2 separate regions of the Danio rerio genome follow, and region 2 is linked to region 1. Evidence: chromatin contacts called from public Hi-C data. All regions are on one chromosome and are shown on one strand. The core of a region is the stretch at or near the end of the contact, and the rest is flanking DNA. Distances in the headings are between cores, read along the strand shown. Region 1 holds the start of lin7c (lin-7 homolog C (C. elegans)). Region 2 overlaps mettl15 (methyltransferase 15, mitochondrial 12S rRNA N4-cytidine).

Region 1 (3,026 bases), core at 326-2,825:
GGGTAAGGAGAGATCTCTACTTAAGTATCGTACTTAAAAGCGAAAATGTGCTTAATGTAATATGAAGTTTGAAGCATTAGAATCTGTATTCTGTAACAGATTTGTTAAGGTTAATTCGTAGCATTAAAAAGGTAACCAATGCAAAACAATCCCCAGTTTTCAAACCTAGAAATTTTATAGACCATTTCAATGTGGTAATGTCATTGGCCAATGAACATTTTCTGCTTGTTATCAAACTATTTTATACCTGTAACGAGACAATTTATTCATAACTTGATGTTATAACAGCTATCGTAACACTATTTATCAATATGTGGAACATCTTGGACTCTTAGAATCTTTGGAAATTTAAATAAATTTTAATAAATTAAAAAACGGAAATATGTCAGGACCGTTGTTATTGTTTACATCCCTCAAAATTGTAAGAAGACGTTTAAATTTAACTTGAAAGCATGAATGTGATGTTGGAACACTTACCTCCCTTACGGCCTTGCAGAACTCGCTCTGCAAAACCCTCTGAAGGGCTTGCAGCTTCTGGGGTGGCACTTCCCCTGTTCTCTGGAGCTTGTCCAGCAGCTCAATGGCACGAGATATGTCTGTAGAATAACATATGTAAGACCAAGACCATGGATAATCATTTGCATCATGCCATCTGGAGATGTTGTCTGTGGCTAAACAGCTTTCCCTGATAAATAAAACAACAACACGGACCGCAGATAACATTTTAGCAAATCCTTTCTTTATGACAAATATTATTGTTGTTGTTGTTGTTATTAATATTGCGCCATATATTGTATGTAACGTTACTAGTATATAATTTAACGCTACCCAAAAGAAATAATGTTTGTAAATAAAAACTAAATAACTTAAGAATGAAATTATTTACTATTATAATGCTACTTACCGGTTTCTTCTTGATTTATACAGATACATGTAAATATTAAGATAAAAACAGACGGTCATAAATCAGAGTTTTAGCTGATCTACTAGCCTAAGTTAACTCTACTGTGTATTAAAGCTTCAGTTAAACTCAAAATAAGTTGCTGACTATTAGGACGTCACTGAAAGACTTTACTAACCCCTAGAAATACTCAGATGCACTGATCTCTGACCTGAAGTGCCCATGCTAACAGAGCTCACAAAAGATTAACGCTTTTGACAGCTACCCTCGTGTTTTCCTTTCGTTGAACGTAAACTCACCGCTTTAACGACATATAAATGTCCGTATTGCACATTTTATACGTTTTGTGAACGTAGTTTAGTTTATAGAAAAACGTGTATGATCTCGAACGGTGAATTGATGCTAGCTCTCTGTCGAGCACTAATCCATCCTCACGAAGTGACAGCGGGAGAACAAAAAGCGTGATTTACACAACATCCTGCTTCACGTACGGCAGAAAGTGTCTCGGTGCGCGGCTTACCTCTTTCCAGACGTACAGGTTCTCCTAAAGAGGCCATTATAGCCCTGGTTGTTGAGTTTGCGTTTGGTGAAAGCTCCAGAGTTGCGACTCGGCGGCTGTGTTTGTTGCTGTTAGCTTGCTGAGCTTAAGCGTTGTGGCTAATGCACCGAGATTACGGATGAGCGTCAAGAGCGTCATTCCTGCGTTGCTTCCGCGCAGACACTTTGCATACCATAACAAACTGACTTTATTATGATTTTCTCAATGAAATTGGAATATATTATATATAATTTTAACATTAAACAATATATTTAAAGCAAATATGGACTGTTCGACTTGGTATTTTGTTTAGGACATCGAGTTTGACTGCATAAATTATTACAATTCAGATAGTAGACACGTGTAATAGGGCTGTTTTACTGTCAGTAATATGTTACTGGACTAGTTAAGAAAATAATGTTATGGCAGCTATACAGTGATATATGGTCAACAACATAACCCACGCTCAATTGGATAATGTATTAGCCAATCAGAATCCAAGGGCAGAAATATTTCCATACATTTTAAACCATATGAATGAATAGTTTATTCCAGGTAAGGAATGCATTTATATATGATGATTTATTTATTTATTTATTTATTAAATTTTTTTTTTACAATTCAGACTACAACTGTTTATTTTAGAAATCTTTAGGCACACTTTAGGGTATTATTTTTGGGTTATTTTGACATCAGATGATACATTTAAAAAACTTTAACAATGTTATCACATTACTATCAAGAAATATATGACTGTGTTTTCATTGTTGGTTCTGTTATATTAGTTACATGAAATATGTTTACTTATATATTATTTAAATAAAAATTATTTGTTGCTAATGCTAAAAAATGTTAAGATTAATTAATGCTTTAAAAATGTTTATTTTGTTGAAGTAATTAATGATAACAAATTACATATTTTTGTAAAACTATTTTTCTTAGAAAAAACATTTATAGAGGATACAAATACATATATATGACTTTGAAATATTAAATATTGATGACCAAACGGCACGTTTTTTTTTTTTATCAAGCAAAAATAATTGTTGTACTTTTGTATTTTTTTCTTTTTTTTTATATTTCCCAAATTATGTTTAACAGAGCAAAGAAAGTTTTACAGCATGTCTGATAATATATCTTTTTCTGGAGAAAGTCTTATTTGTCTTATTTTGGCTAGAATAAAAGAAACTTTTATTTAAAAAAATAATAAAATTTAAGGTCAAAATTATTAGCCCCTTTAAGCTATATATTTTTTGATATACAGAACAAACCATCATTATACAATAACTTGCCTAATTGCCTAGTTAAATTAACCTTGTTAAGCCTTTAAATATCACTTTAAGCTGTATTGAAGTGTATTGAAAAATATCTAGTAAAATATTATTTACTGTCATCATGGCAAAGATAAAATTAATCAGTTATTAGAAATGAGTTATTAAAACTATTATGTTTAGAAGTGTGTTGAAAAAATCTTCTTTCCATTAAACAAAAAATGGGGAAAGATTTTTATTTTATTTTTATTTATATATATTTTTCAAATTATGTTTAACAGGGAAAGGAAATTTTCACAGCATGTCTGATAATATT
Region 2 (3,026 bases), core at 269-2,768, 150 kb after region 1:
GTCAGTGGGTTAATCAGTGCTTTTGAAAATACTATTCGTTGGGTTTAGGAAAGTAGGAGTCTGGAATGAGGATCGGTCAGTCAATCAAACAGTCATTCGAAAGTGGCCTCTGGTGGATTTACGTGAGAAGAGCAGGCACGAATGGCACATGGGAGAGAAATTTGAGATCTCAGAAAGCATACACAGTGGCTTCGGGTGGATTTGTGAAAACAAAAGCTGCAAAAAAATGTTACTTCTGGGAAATATTTGTCACTCTCCAGAAATATACATAGAGGTACGTTTTCAGAATGAGCCTGGGTTGTTATTCATACATGGAAGCACCTGGACCTATTTTGAAAATTTGGTTATGTGGATATATAAGTGCCCTTTTTGATATATATATATATATATATATATATATATATATATATATATATATATATATATATATATATACATATATATATATATACATATATATATATATATATATATATATATATATATATATATATATATATATATATATATATATATATATATGCAAAACATAAACTACTTTCAACTTCAATCAAGTTGTTTTTATTTTGATTAAAAAAAAAAACCAATATGCAAACAAAACAGACTAAAACTACTTTAAGCTTACAGTTGTTTCCTGTATCTTGCAAATAATTTATTGACTCACTCCTTCTGTAAAGAGAGAGAACTGGAGGCCAGAACTGTAAATGGTGGATCCCTGTTGAATTCATCGAGTTGAAATCAATACAAAACAAAACAAATTAGTGTACATTGGGCTTTGTAAATAGCAATTTAATGTGCATATCTGTGGTTCCAACAGGTTTATTTTATTTGTAACAACCCACACTGTGTGCTCACAGACACATTTGCTATGCTAGTCGCACAGCTGTACCACACAGAGGTGTACAAATCTAATCATTACATTTCAGGGTTTTGTCAGCAGATGTCAATCATCCAGCAAGTTATGCAAATTAGTGACAAGGGGATAATTATGCTGGAAACTCCCATTTCCCAGCAGGGGTTGACAGTCTCTCGGAGGCCTGAATGCATGTGGTGTTACTTTTTTCAATCTCAAGCCTAGCCTGATCAATGAACTAATCTCTGGTTGATGTGCAAGATTATGCTGATGAAAGTGTGTAGCAAGAATGACTTGTAACGGACAGAGAGGGCATTTGTTTGGTGCCTATGGTTTTGATACTGTTCATGTTCTGATACAACCTATTGCTTAAGAACAAGTGTTGCTATTGCTCTACATATTGTGCCAATAGCTTGTGAGTGGTGTATCCGACGGATACATGCTCTCCATTAGCAAACCTACAAATTACATGTAAACTGAATCTTGTGTTAAGCTCGAACACAGAATGGAAAAAAAAGTAACAAGCCACCAGTTTCCACCCCCACCCCCCATCTCCTTTGTGCCATGGCAACCACATGATGAGGAAAAGCGATCCTGTTCTAGTCGGTCTCTCTCCTTAATGGTGCGTCTGTTGGTGTAAGAAGATATTTCCAAAACTTCCCCTGGTTGACATTTTAGATCCCCTGCTGTAACTGAACTGGGCATGGGAGACACAGGTAGAATTTGTAGCATCTCTCAGGTTGCCGGCCTTCTTCACTTATTGCAGCGTGCAATTGAGAGACAGGTCCATTGACTCATCTTTCTGTCTCTTGTCCTGTTCCATGTTTGTCTGTGTTGTACGCCAAGGCGAGAAGTGGTACTTGACTGGCAGTGTGGGTCATCTGTTCTTTGCCATGGCTTTGTCTTGTTGATGCGTGCTTAGCATTTTTTACACAAACCGTAGTTTGACAGTCCGTGACAGAGTATGCTTGACTGGAAACTCTGTCTGGTGACGGTGACCCTCCTGAGTTCACTTTGAAATTCAAAGTGACTCCTTACTCTCCTGTTCCCTCTGCTGGCAAAGGCAGAAGATGCAGCCTGCGAGGTCTTGTTTTTATTCCTGACCTCATTTTGTATTCAAGACAACTTTGTAAAACTTGATTTATGTTTAATCCTGATCATTTTCAGTGCTGTCATTACATCGCTGACTTGTGACGTGTCGGTGAAAGAGGCCGTATTGATTTCTTTTACTTGTGAAGGACCAGTGCGCGGTTCCGATGCAGTCTCTCGTGTTCTTCACGTGCGTCTCACCCCTCTTCTTTTCCCAAAGCTGTATTGGTCCACAAAGACCAGGGAAACTGGCCTTCAACACCACTCTGTATGAAATATCAATGCAGATGACTCACTTCGTCTTCAGTGTCAATCACCATTGCAAATGCCAAGCCCATTATAGCCAAATCCTTCAGGGAGTTGTTACGTCCATCTCCGGCAGTGGAGAAGGCAGGTTTCTTAAAGGGGCAGCATCCCATAAAAAGAGATTGCTGTCTGACTATGCTGCAGGAGACATGAATTTTTCAGTCTGTTTTATTTTATCCTTCTAAAAACAGACTCTTCCATCAATCCTGTTCACCCTGCACGTAAACAAAACCAGTGACCAGGAGAAAGAAAGCTCCAGAAAAAAAGAACCGAGTAAGAAAAATAACACAGAGATACTCTGAGCCAACACCCAGTGGTTGTCCCACGGGACTGGTACGCTATTTTGGGCTTGCTCAGTGCTTTCGTCATGGTAGAGGTAGTCAGAGGTTGTCGCATTTGATGCTAGGATGTTGCATCTTGCGTCACTATGGTTTTAGAAGAAGAGACAACTCCTTCAAAGCCATCAAGGTTATAAAGTTTAGCTGGAGGATGTTACTGATTGATCTTAACAGCACAGAACTGCTTCGCTTTGCTTTAGCTTGTCGTTACAGGCTCCCGAGGAGGAGAATACTTTTAATGCTTCTGCATTAAAATTAGAAACCACTCAAAAGCGTGGTATGAACTGTCGTGAGAGCTTCATTTTAAAATGTATTTTTAAACACACAGGATGTTGTGCTTTCAGGCTGCAATACAAGTTGTTAATGAAGCATTGTAGCAAACGTCTAAGGTAAGTTTAGTCCGACAGGGCTTTATAAGACATTGGTGTGAAGATTTGGTC

What was found. A called contact is a pair of places that touch in the nucleus more often than the background predicts.
Region 2: a Hi-C map of embryo shows a contact between it and region 1, with 2.2 times the contacts expected there. The contact joins the enhancer-like site here to the promoter of lin7c in region 1. A contact is called at or near these places in 5 of 18 Hi-C or Micro-C datasets (caudal fin, embryo and gastrula embryo) and 1 of 4 datasets of contacts at active chromatin or transcription factors (gastrula embryo).

Annotation. Positions count from the first base shown.
Region 1 is chr7:31,967,409-31,970,434 of GRCz12tu, forward strand. lin7c (lin-7 homolog C (C. elegans)) reads right to left here and starts at 1,576. Exons shown (of 5, transcript NM_001362514.1): 1 at 1,422-1,576; 2 at 478-596. The coding sequence starts at 1,458.
Region 2 is chr7:32,114,998-32,118,023 of GRCz12tu, forward strand. All of the region lies in intron 2 of mettl15 (methyltransferase 15, mitochondrial 12S rRNA N4-cytidine), which reads left to right. Among named protein-coding and RNA genes, the nearest start is that of mettl15, 47 kb to the left of the region's middle. Within about 2 kb of position 1,519, at least 3 of the 62 cell types and tissues checked have an H3K27ac peak or open chromatin away from gene starts, as enhancers often do.